Linked DNA regions of Mus musculus: region 2 is linked to region 1. The links are chromatin contacts, called in public HiCAR-type maps. All regions are on one chromosome and are shown on one strand. Each heading gives the region's core, a stretch centred on a gene start, on an enhancer-like site or on the middle of the called end of the contact. The rest is flanking DNA. Distances are from core to core; before and after follow the strand shown.

Region 1 (4,952 bases), core at 746-3,245:
TGCTCTGGGCTCTATGCCTGAAGTACATGATATCTTCACCAATAAGAACTTACAATCTACTCCTGGAGAGCAACCAAGAGTAATAGCAATAACCTGTCTGTTTTGGGAGTCTCTTGGAAAGCCCTGGCAAATAACTCAAAAAAGGGCTTCTCCTAACTCAGGTTTCCCCCCCGCCCCCTTGGTTAGGTTGTCTTTGGTTTTTGCAATATGCATTGTCTGACCAGATGGAAATATTTTGTTTAAACTGTACATGTATATTTATATTGGCTTATATTAGACTTACATGTATTAGAGCTGCTGGGCTTTGGCAGGGAGACATTAATCATATGATTGCTTAGGATTTTCATAATCCTTGCTGTTGTTTAACCCTCATCTGTCCTTCTGTATTTATCTCTTTTCCTTCTCCCTCGTTTCCCCTAGATCCCTGATAAGCTAGCATAAAATCTGCTATTACATTCTCTATTGCTCTGCACTCCCTTACACTGGCAACAGTCCCTCTTCCCTTTCCATGCTCCTGCAGTCACCTTCACAGGTTTACTCATACCCAAAGTTTAGGAACTAGGAGCCTCAGATGAGAGACAGAGAGAACAAGCAACCTTTAATTTTCTAGGTCTGAGTCACCTTATTCATTATCATCTTTTCCAGTTCCATTCATGTACTGGGCTAGACTCCGGAGACAGAAGTCTAATTTTGCTTTGTTTTCAATAACATTTCTCTGTGTACTTCAGGCTGGCTTTGAACATGCTACATAGCTGGGGTTGGTTTGGATCTTCCAGTTTCCTACCTCAGGTTCTTGAGTGCTCCTGGTTTCCTACTTCAGGTTCCTGAGTGCTAGCGTTTCTCGCATGTGTAATCATGCTCCATACTTAGCACTTGAGTGTACTCAGCAGCCTCTCCTTATGCACTGTTGTTCAGGGTTATAGATGTTTTAGCGTTGTTGAAGCTAAATGTTAATTTCTTTCTTCTCATTTTATTTGACTGATGTTTAGAAAGCAAAGGTGACAGCCTTATTTTCCTCAGCCATTTTTCTTAGAATAGCCACATAGTGTTTTAAAAGCACTTTCATATGAATAATCATCAGATGAGACTGGTGTGTGCTTGGGATATAGGTGATAAATCATTTGGCATCGGTGAGGCAGTAAATGGTAGAGCTTGATTGGAAACAGGTTCTTCTGCATCCCAAAGGCTTCGCTTCAATGCATCACATCATGATTTATTAGTCTTGGAGAAAATTAACTAAGACATTTGAACATAAATTATTCATGTATCATGAGATTGTCCATGTATGTGGGAGGATAATAAAATAATGTGTATGACATATTAACCACATTGTACATGCTCAATAAATGCTGAACTGATTTGAACAGAAAAGAATTCCGTTTAGGAGATAGCATTGGATGTGACTTCCCAGTTAGTGTGTAGGATAGCAAACACCTCATCTTGTCTGCTGTGCCAGGAATCTGTTACTTAGAATCATGTACAGGTACACTAAGAATCATGGGACCTGTGTGTCAATTTTCATATATGTTAATTGGTAAGTAAATACATGTAAGCCAGCCTGGGTTACATTTTAAAGTGACTCAGGACAGGGAGTGAAGCTCAGTGGGAAGGGACATGCTGAAGGTGTTATCACCCGTTAGCTGTGCTACCATCCTGACCTTTGTTTCACTCTTGGCATTTGTTGTAATAATAATTAATACCTTCAAATTTACTGACTGTTAAATAATGTGTTTATACTCAACAGAAAGCTGCTATTGTACTGCCGTGAACACCACCAACTAAGATTTCTTGATAGGAAGGAGGCGAGTACAATAAGTTGCAGAAGTACCAGTCTCTGGGATGCCAGCTCCCACTCTAATTTTACAAAATTCTGCAGTGGGATCCTGATACTTACTCAACATCTGTTTTGTTCCCTGCATCTGATCCACTCCGGGTTCCTTTCAAACTGTAAGTTGCTGAAGCTGCAAAGCTTGGAATGAGAACACAGATCACGGGGAACCTATATATGGCACAACCTAAGAAGACAGCTGGCCTCCTTAGATGACATTCCTGCTCCCGCATAACCCAGATTCCATTACAGGAGGGGGTTAGAAATGGCACAGTTCAAAGTTGTTCTCCTCTTGCCTCACACATACTACTTATAGAATACAACTGCAGCCCTCCATTTACACAGAGGAAGTACTTTGCATTTGCAAATCGTTCTCTAAAAGCCAAATGAATTGATATTTCTAAGCTAAATCTGTTTTTCTCCTTTAAGGATGCTTATCAACTTAAATCCTGAAACAGATCCAAATCTTTACTCATCACATTTAAAAAACAGCATAACATAGAATCCTAATTCTCCCATTCAAAGGAAAACAGTATTCTTTACTACTTGCACGAAAACCAACACAGTTAACTGTAAATACTCAGACTATGATTCTGAGGCTCAATCTTATGATGTCAATGTACACAACAAGGTTGGAATATGCCCTATTTATTGAAAGCATACAATTCTCTGACATGTTTCAAAGAAGAAAGAAAGGCCAGTACTTCCTTCTGGAAACAGGTCCATTACATCCACAGCACGAAAGAAGATCAGCTTAGGAGTGGCATCAGAAACAGATGTGCAGAGGCTCCTGCTTACGTCCAGTAGATTGTTTTAATCTCCTTTTTCTCTATGAGGAATTTTTAATTTTAAAGTACACGCATAGCAAAAATATGAAATGATAAAATCAGAGAAAGAAATTGGAAATACTCGGACATGGAAAGGCTCAGTATGTTCTAATTGTTACTTGCAAAGCAAAATTAACCACAGTAAGTCAAATGCCGCTGAGCTTTTTAAATCAGCCATTCACCAAATGTAAACATCCCATAATTAGTCTTAAGGTTAGACCTAGCACCCTCTCTAGAAGAACTTGAATGGCCATTTGTTTACATACTCATAAGTTCTTTTAGGCCAATGGTCACCAATCATCTACTACCTGCTTCATAAGTGAAGATGAAATGGAATAGCCATCCATTTTTGTTTTATCTGTATCATCTATTTTCTCCCTACACCATCAGAAATGTGGGAATGCGGCACACCTTAAAAGCTACAAAGCTAAATTAAATATTTTCTGGCCTGTACACTAAAAAACAGGTACTAAACTATAGAGATTGCTTACATGCAAAAATGTTTGTATTGCTACGATGAGGATCTGAGTTCAATTCTCAGGAGCTAAATGAAAAAGCTGGATTTGGTGGCACATTTTTATAATCCTAGCACTAGGGAGGCAGAGACAAATGGATCCCTGGGGATACTGTTCTACAAACTTAGCCTACATGATAGTGTCTAGGCCAATGAGAGACACTGTCTCATTAAAATTAGTGGATAGCATCTGAGAAATAACACCTCAGTTTTGTGGGAATTATGCACACATGTTCTGATCCCAATACATACAGCCATATATGATTCTACACCTGAATACATATAAGTACACACAAACATGTGTACACCTAAACATCTACACACACACATACATGAACTCAAGGCTGTGAGCTGATTGGGTATTTGATCATCCTGACATATGTTATCTTTGCATGACACCCTTCTTTATTATTAATGACATCAATTTTACATGATATCTTTCTGCTATTAAATAACACAGGTTAGTTCCTTGGGACCTTACTAGTTAGTTGGTCTAAGATAGGAGTTTTCCTTTCTAAAAAATAAATATTTAGTGTCTGTAAGAATTTTCACATTCAAATTACAAAATTTTTCATAAGAACAATTATTATTTGTGGTTGGATTTCCATAGCATAGTTTCAAAGAGTCTGATAATGTAAAGACATCTTTGTTATTATATTTTTATTAATTCTTATAAAATGATTAGAAAAAAACTGATGTTTGAAGATGCATCAGTTGAAGACTGTGGCCTTATGCTTTCTTCAAGGTCACTGTTATTCTATATTTGACAACTTAAGCTGTGTTACAAAAGGTTAACATACTCTGAGTTGTAGTACAGCTCTTAGTGTTGTGTAGTGGACATTCTTTATGACAGCCCATGGCAGGCCTATGACTTCTGACTGAAATTTAGGATACATGAAAAAGAAACAAACTGACAAATAACAAAAACAAACATCAGAACTTCCTTGGTGTTAGTGCTCATTTATAAACTCGAGGATGCTAGTCTCTGTTCCTACTCAGCACAATGTGATATGCAGTGGCTTCATGCTCATATGTAATTTTTCCAAAAAATATGTTCAGTTTGAGCACGTGTGTGTGTGTAGTGGGTATGGTGTGTGTACAAGTGTGTGTACAAGTCTGGCAATCTCAGATATTGGTCCTTGCCATTCACTCTCTAGATGCTTTCCTATGTTCCCTCACCCACACCCTTTACAATGCACAGACAAATTTAAACACATGACATGACTACTGATCATGCCTTTTTGTGTGTGGAGGTACACTGTTGTCTTAACATTGAGTATTCTGAAAGATTTCTATGGTACTTACACTTGCTTCAGAGAAGACATTCAACTATTATTGAATGCATGAGGTCACAATTATTTTCTTAGACTTTCAGCCTAATCTCTTTGCATCCCTCAAAATGCCTGGTGAAGCAGAAATCACATTTCCAATAATGACTGTCCTGGATGAGTTATGTTTCTTAACTCTGCTTCCTGCTGGCTCCGGGACTTGATTGCTTAAATACCTTAGAGACACTTATGACTCATTCTGTGTTTGGTTGATGTTTATGTTAACATCATCTGAAAATCAGAGTCTATATTCATTCAAACTGCAGTGATTGAATTAGATGATTTCCAGCTGAGTCATCCAGTGGAGATTACAGCATAAAAATATCCCACACTTCCTAAATGTTTAGTTAGGTTGTTAAGGGGTTTGAAAGGGTTAATTAGAGGAAAACGTTGAATGCTTATCTTCTCTAGCAGTAGAACTGCTAAAGTCTAAATCAGCTGATTCTGCTTGAGCC
Region 2 (4,952 bases), core at 1,699-4,198, 270 kb after region 1:
ATGAAGGACAAATTCCTGCTGTGCTGGCAAAATCTCCTTTGTTTAGTTGTTGTGTATAGGGGTTGTGGTATGTTATAAGGAGGACAGTATTGCAGTGACAGATCTGATCATGCTCTTTTGGAGAGGGTTGTAGAAGGTCTTTGGAACTTGGGGCTGGGAAAGCCATTGAGTACTCAGAGACCAATGGGATACTCCTAGGAACCTTGGGAGCTAAGAATCCTGAGAGAAATACAGATGATAAAATCCTGGTCTGTGGAGTTTTAGAGAGGGAAGATTAAAGATTCCATCCAGATCGTACACTATTTTGAATTAAGAGTCTGTGTTTCTGGTCAGCTGGAGCAGAAGAAACAGAAATGATTAACAGCAGACCAACACCACTGAAGCAAAACCTTTGCTTTACTGGAGCAATTGGTGCTGATCAGCTGGAGCTAAGAGATAAACACTGTTTAAGAAGAGATCAGGATCATCAAGAAAAACTCTTCTGGGAAGTCTTTCTTTGGAGTCGGCACAGAAAGTTGTGATCCAGAGGCAGCCAAGGCTGTTCCTTATTCCAGCAACCTAACTTGGTAGTGTCAAAGTCACTCATGTGATGCCAACGGATGTCAACGGATGCAGCCTCCGTTGCAGTCAAAGCCCCAGAACTGAATGTGTTATGGAGGGAAGTTAAAGCTTGATCCTGAATAGCATGGTCAGAGTCCCCAAAGAAAGCCCAGGAAAGGCTGGAGATGCCAATATCATGGGACAACCCCCAATGGCAGCAGCAGATGTAGAACAGAGTCAGCAGGAACCTAGGAGATAAGTTCTGTGTGCCTAACCCCCCTGAAGGAGCCCAGAAGATTGTGAATGAATCCCCAGATTTCTGACATTGAGCTTTACAGTGTTGGACTTTCTTGTCTTGCGCGCTGGACTGGCCAGCAGTAACGACGCTGCAACAGGATCCTTCTGCACACGTTTATTGGGAGAGCTTGATTGCAGAGGTGAAGAGACCCGGAGCCCAGAACTGGTGCTGCTTATATAGGCCTAGGAGAGGTGTGTCTCACACCCGGATTGGTTATGCACTATGCCTCATTTGCATGTTCCTCATCTGATTGGCTACTCTCTCTCAGTACCTCATAGAATCTCATTAACATACCTCATTTGCATGTCTCACATCTGATTGGTTATATTCTCAGTACCTCTTTAACATGCCCGGGCTAGGCAGTGACTTGGCAAAAAGCTTTACTGCATATGTACACATTGGTTGTTTGTCCAAACTTATGAGTGGTGGCCAGCAGTAGCCAGCGCCACTCTGCAACGGCACATGTGGCTTCCCACAGGACTTCAGTTTTTCTTTGTTAGAATTGTGACTTTGCCCTGGTTCTTCCCTCTTGGGATAAAAAAATAATAATAATAATAACATTTAATTTCATAGCTCACAGTTGAGAGACTTGAACTTTCAACGAGATTTTGAAGTTTTATAGAGACTGGATTGCTAGAGAGGCTTTGGATTCTAAAAGAGACAAGTTATTTTAAAGAGACTGATTTTTAAAAAGTGCTTGGACTTGTAAAGAATGCAGAACTTTCAGTTATGTATGTTTTATATTGCAATGTTAGTTTTCTTTGGTTTATAGACACTGGGTTTCCCTATGTAGCTCTGACCATCCTAACTCACTCTCTTGCTCTGTAGAGCTGGCTGGCCTCTAATTCAAGATTCACCTGCCTCTCGGGGATTAAGGTGCTGGGATTAAAGGTTTATACTACCACCACCTGGCACAATATTAATATTAACAACCCATCTTGGGAACAAATGAGAAAGGAAAGGTTCTAACTGAAAAGTGATGGTCTGTATGTCACTTGACAAGGGGTTAATCGTCCGGATTGGTTTTTATTTTAACTTGAGACAAGCTGGAGTCATTTTCGAGGAAGGAACAGCAACCAAGAAAATGCCTGCATAAGATCAGGCTGTAGACAACCTTTATGACAATTGTCTTAATTAGTGATTGGTGTGAGGTAGAAACCCATTGTAAGTGGTGCCACCCTTGGACTGTCAGTCTAAGAAGGCATGCTAAACAAGTCTTGAGGAACAAGCCAGCAAATTATCTTGGTCATAGAGATTCCCTAAATTTTTGCCAGTGTGCATGTGGCTATATGTAAGGAAAAGCAGCCTCCCAAGGAATTTCCAGGTCTTATTCTTTCAGGTCTCCACTTAAACCTTGATTCATCAACTACACAGAGGCGGAGAAAATAGTTCCTTCACTCCCAAAGGCCTGACCCTGCAAAGTTGTGTGTCCCTATCTGAGCACCGTTGGCATGGAGAGTAACCACTGTCCAAGAAATAGATATTTCCTTAGACATCTCACTTTGGAGATTAATTTGAACATATACCACTGGCCTTTAGTCCTTTATCCAAGAAAGGAAAAAAAAAAAAAAAAAAGCAGATTCTGCCTTCAAGATCAAAGGGGAGCGAACTGACATCAGCATTCGAAGAAGCCAGCAGCAGCTGCAGCAGCCAGCCTCTGTGGTAGAGGAGAACCAGAGTGTATGCTGTTTGAAATCTTCCACCTTTCTTGTTCGTCCTTGTCTGTTCCTCTGGGTTTCTGGATGTAAAGGTGGAATAAACCTCCCTACAGTCTCTGCTAACACATCCTTGGAATTCCAAACTCAACAGTTTGGTTTACATTTCCAACAGCAGCAAAAGCAATCTGTTCACTGAGAGCAAAGCCAGAGGGGGCCAATTAGGGGAGAGGATTTTAAAGAAAAGAATAAACAGAAAGAAGAAAAGCTAAGATGAAAGGTCCAGAGGGGAGTGAGTGACAAGTCTGAGAAGGAAGCCTGAGTGAGCCTGACAGGTGGGCTGAGCAGCGGCTGCCAGGGCAGCGCGTGCTGCTCAGGTTTCCTACCCACCGAGGGCAGGGCAACGCCAGCCCTGGTGGCGACGCCTCGTGAGCGTGGGCAGCGGAGGAGGGAGCGGGGTGTGAGCCCTACGCTAGGCAGCTGCGACAGGCGGCGGGCGTGCGGCTCTCAGCCAGCCTGAATCCCATTGGCCCTCGGGACGCGCTCCGAGCTGCTCCTCTCCCCCAGGGCGCAGAGGCTGCCCACTGGTCCGCGAGCTCGGTTTGGAGAAATTCTTTGCCTGGCTAGCAAGGAGAGCAAGACTGGGCTCTGGCGACTCCCTAGAGCACGCTTCATGGTGGAGACTCAGGGAGGAGAAACCCAGGGATGACAGGCAGAAGGCAACACGGGCACTGACAGGACTCCAAGAAGGCTACCGGCCACCAGCAGCCAGATGAACAGGCTGGGTCAAATGCTCTAGCTAGGTGCATGCGCCTGGTGGAGCGCGCAGGTCGGACTGTGCTCTCCGCGGTCCGCCCTGCGCTGGTGCCCGGCCGGTACCAGGATGGGCACTGGAGCCCCAGGGCCGCGCCCGCTACAGCCCGGCGTCCCTCCTGCGTCCTGAGCTCATGTATGTAGGTGCCACTCCGCCGGGGTGAGGGTGCATGTTGGAGGTCCGCACCGCAGGCATGGGGACGCCCCCGGAAAGTACTCTATGGCCGATCTGAAGGAGAGGACCCCTTCCTGCCTGCCAAGTTTTAAATATGGGCGACTCGCCCTGAGCTGAGGTCCACTGGCATTGGCGGTGAGCCAGAGGCCAGCCTTAATTGGAGTCCTAATAGAAAGGGCTGGCAGAGATAGAGGGGGACAGAGGCACTGGTGCGCACGGAGAGGGTGAGTGTTTGGCAGAAGCAAATAGAGACTGGAATGTCTGTACCCAGCGATGCCTGGGGGGCTCTAGACTCCTTTGGGTGGCAGAAACTTTGAGATCCACAAAAGGCTGGAAGAGGCCCTTCAGTAAGATAGCCTTGGCCCTAGTCCTATGACCCTGCACTCCCCTCCTTCCTTCTCAGTACTCCCTGGGCGAGCATCACTTATCCATCACCAAGACCCCTCCAGGTTATTTGCTACTCCAAGATAGCGCTCTAGCCGGAAGCAGCGCTCACAGTCACCCTCCACATCTCCTAGTGAAGAGCCAATACTGGAAGTGGGGTAGCGGCTAAGGAGTAAAGCCTCAGGAATCCTGGACCCGGCCAACCAGGCAAAGCCCAGATAGTGCCTAGGTTAGAGAACAGAGGGGCATGTACTCCCTAGAGAGCAGGCATCTAAGAAGTTACAAATGAGTTGTGGGGTCTTCAGAGTAGCAGCAAGGTTTTGGTTTTGTTGGAAGGGGGTGTTTTTCTTTTTCTCTCACTTCTCCCCCAGCTTCCTTTCCATGCACAAACCCCTTGGGCAGGAGAGGAAGGGTTTCTCTTTAATTTGCGCGCACGTTTGTCAGTCTCCAACTCCACTGCGGAATTCTCTGTTTAGAAACCTGCGGGAAATGCGGCCAAGACTTAGGGAGGGCCAGCCCAGGTGCCAGGATTTGAGCTTTGAGTGCAAGCCTTGCAGCCCGCACCCGCCCGACTTGCTGCATTTTTCTGGGCTCCGCATCCTAACGGTGACCATCTCCAGCACTAATCTCCACTGCAGGAGACCCTCGCGGCCGGTGTTTTTCTCCAACTTGGCTTGCTGTGTATTCCTGCACATGTGTGATGTCTGAGAACCTCGTTATATACCAGACACTGGGCAAGTTGCCCCCGCCCCCGGCGTCCAGCTCGTTAATCTAGAGGGATGCTAGAGCCCGGGCGGCGCCGGGTCGGGAGGGGGCTACGGCGGGGCCGAGGTGCGCGCGAGCCGCGGAGCTCAGTTGTACTGCTGTTCTCTCCGCAGGGACGGCGACTCCAGGCTGGCAGCGGCGCGCCCCCGGGCTGTGAATGCGACTCGCTCATCGTCCGCGCTCCCCGCCCGCCCGCCCGCCGGGACGTGGTAGGGGATGCCTAGCTCCTCTGCGATGGCAGTTGGCGCGCTCTCCAGTTCCCTCTTGGTCACCTGCTGCCTGATGGTGGCTCTGTGCAGTCCGAGCATCCCGCTGGAGAAGC

Evidence for each region. HiCAR-type assays count read pairs that join an accessible place to other places.
Region 2: a contact with region 1 is called in a HiCAR-type map of PVALB interneurons, with 5 times the contacts expected there. The contact joins the promoter of Vwc2 here to the enhancer-like site in region 1. A contact is called at or near these places in 5 of 484 Hi-C or Micro-C datasets (cerebral cortex, cortical neurons and embryonic stem cells) and 3 of 115 datasets of contacts at active chromatin or transcription factors (PVALB interneurons, SST interneurons and craniofacial prominence).

Annotation. Positions count from the first base shown.
Region 1 is chr11:10,839,271-10,844,222 of GRCm38.p6, forward strand. No RefSeq gene overlaps it. Among named protein-coding and RNA genes, the nearest start is that of Vwc2, 270 kb to the right of the region's middle. Within about 2 kb of position 1,996, at least 6 of the 459 cell types and tissues checked have an H3K27ac peak or open chromatin away from gene starts, as enhancers often do. A contact at or near this core is called in PVALB interneurons and SST interneurons, where this site is marked.
Region 2 is chr11:11,111,068-11,116,019 of GRCm38.p6, forward strand. It overlaps Vwc2 (von Willebrand factor C domain containing 2), which reads left to right and starts at 2,949. Exons shown (of 4, transcript NM_177033.3): 1 at 2,949-3,442; 2 at 4,744-4,952. The coding sequence starts at 4,847.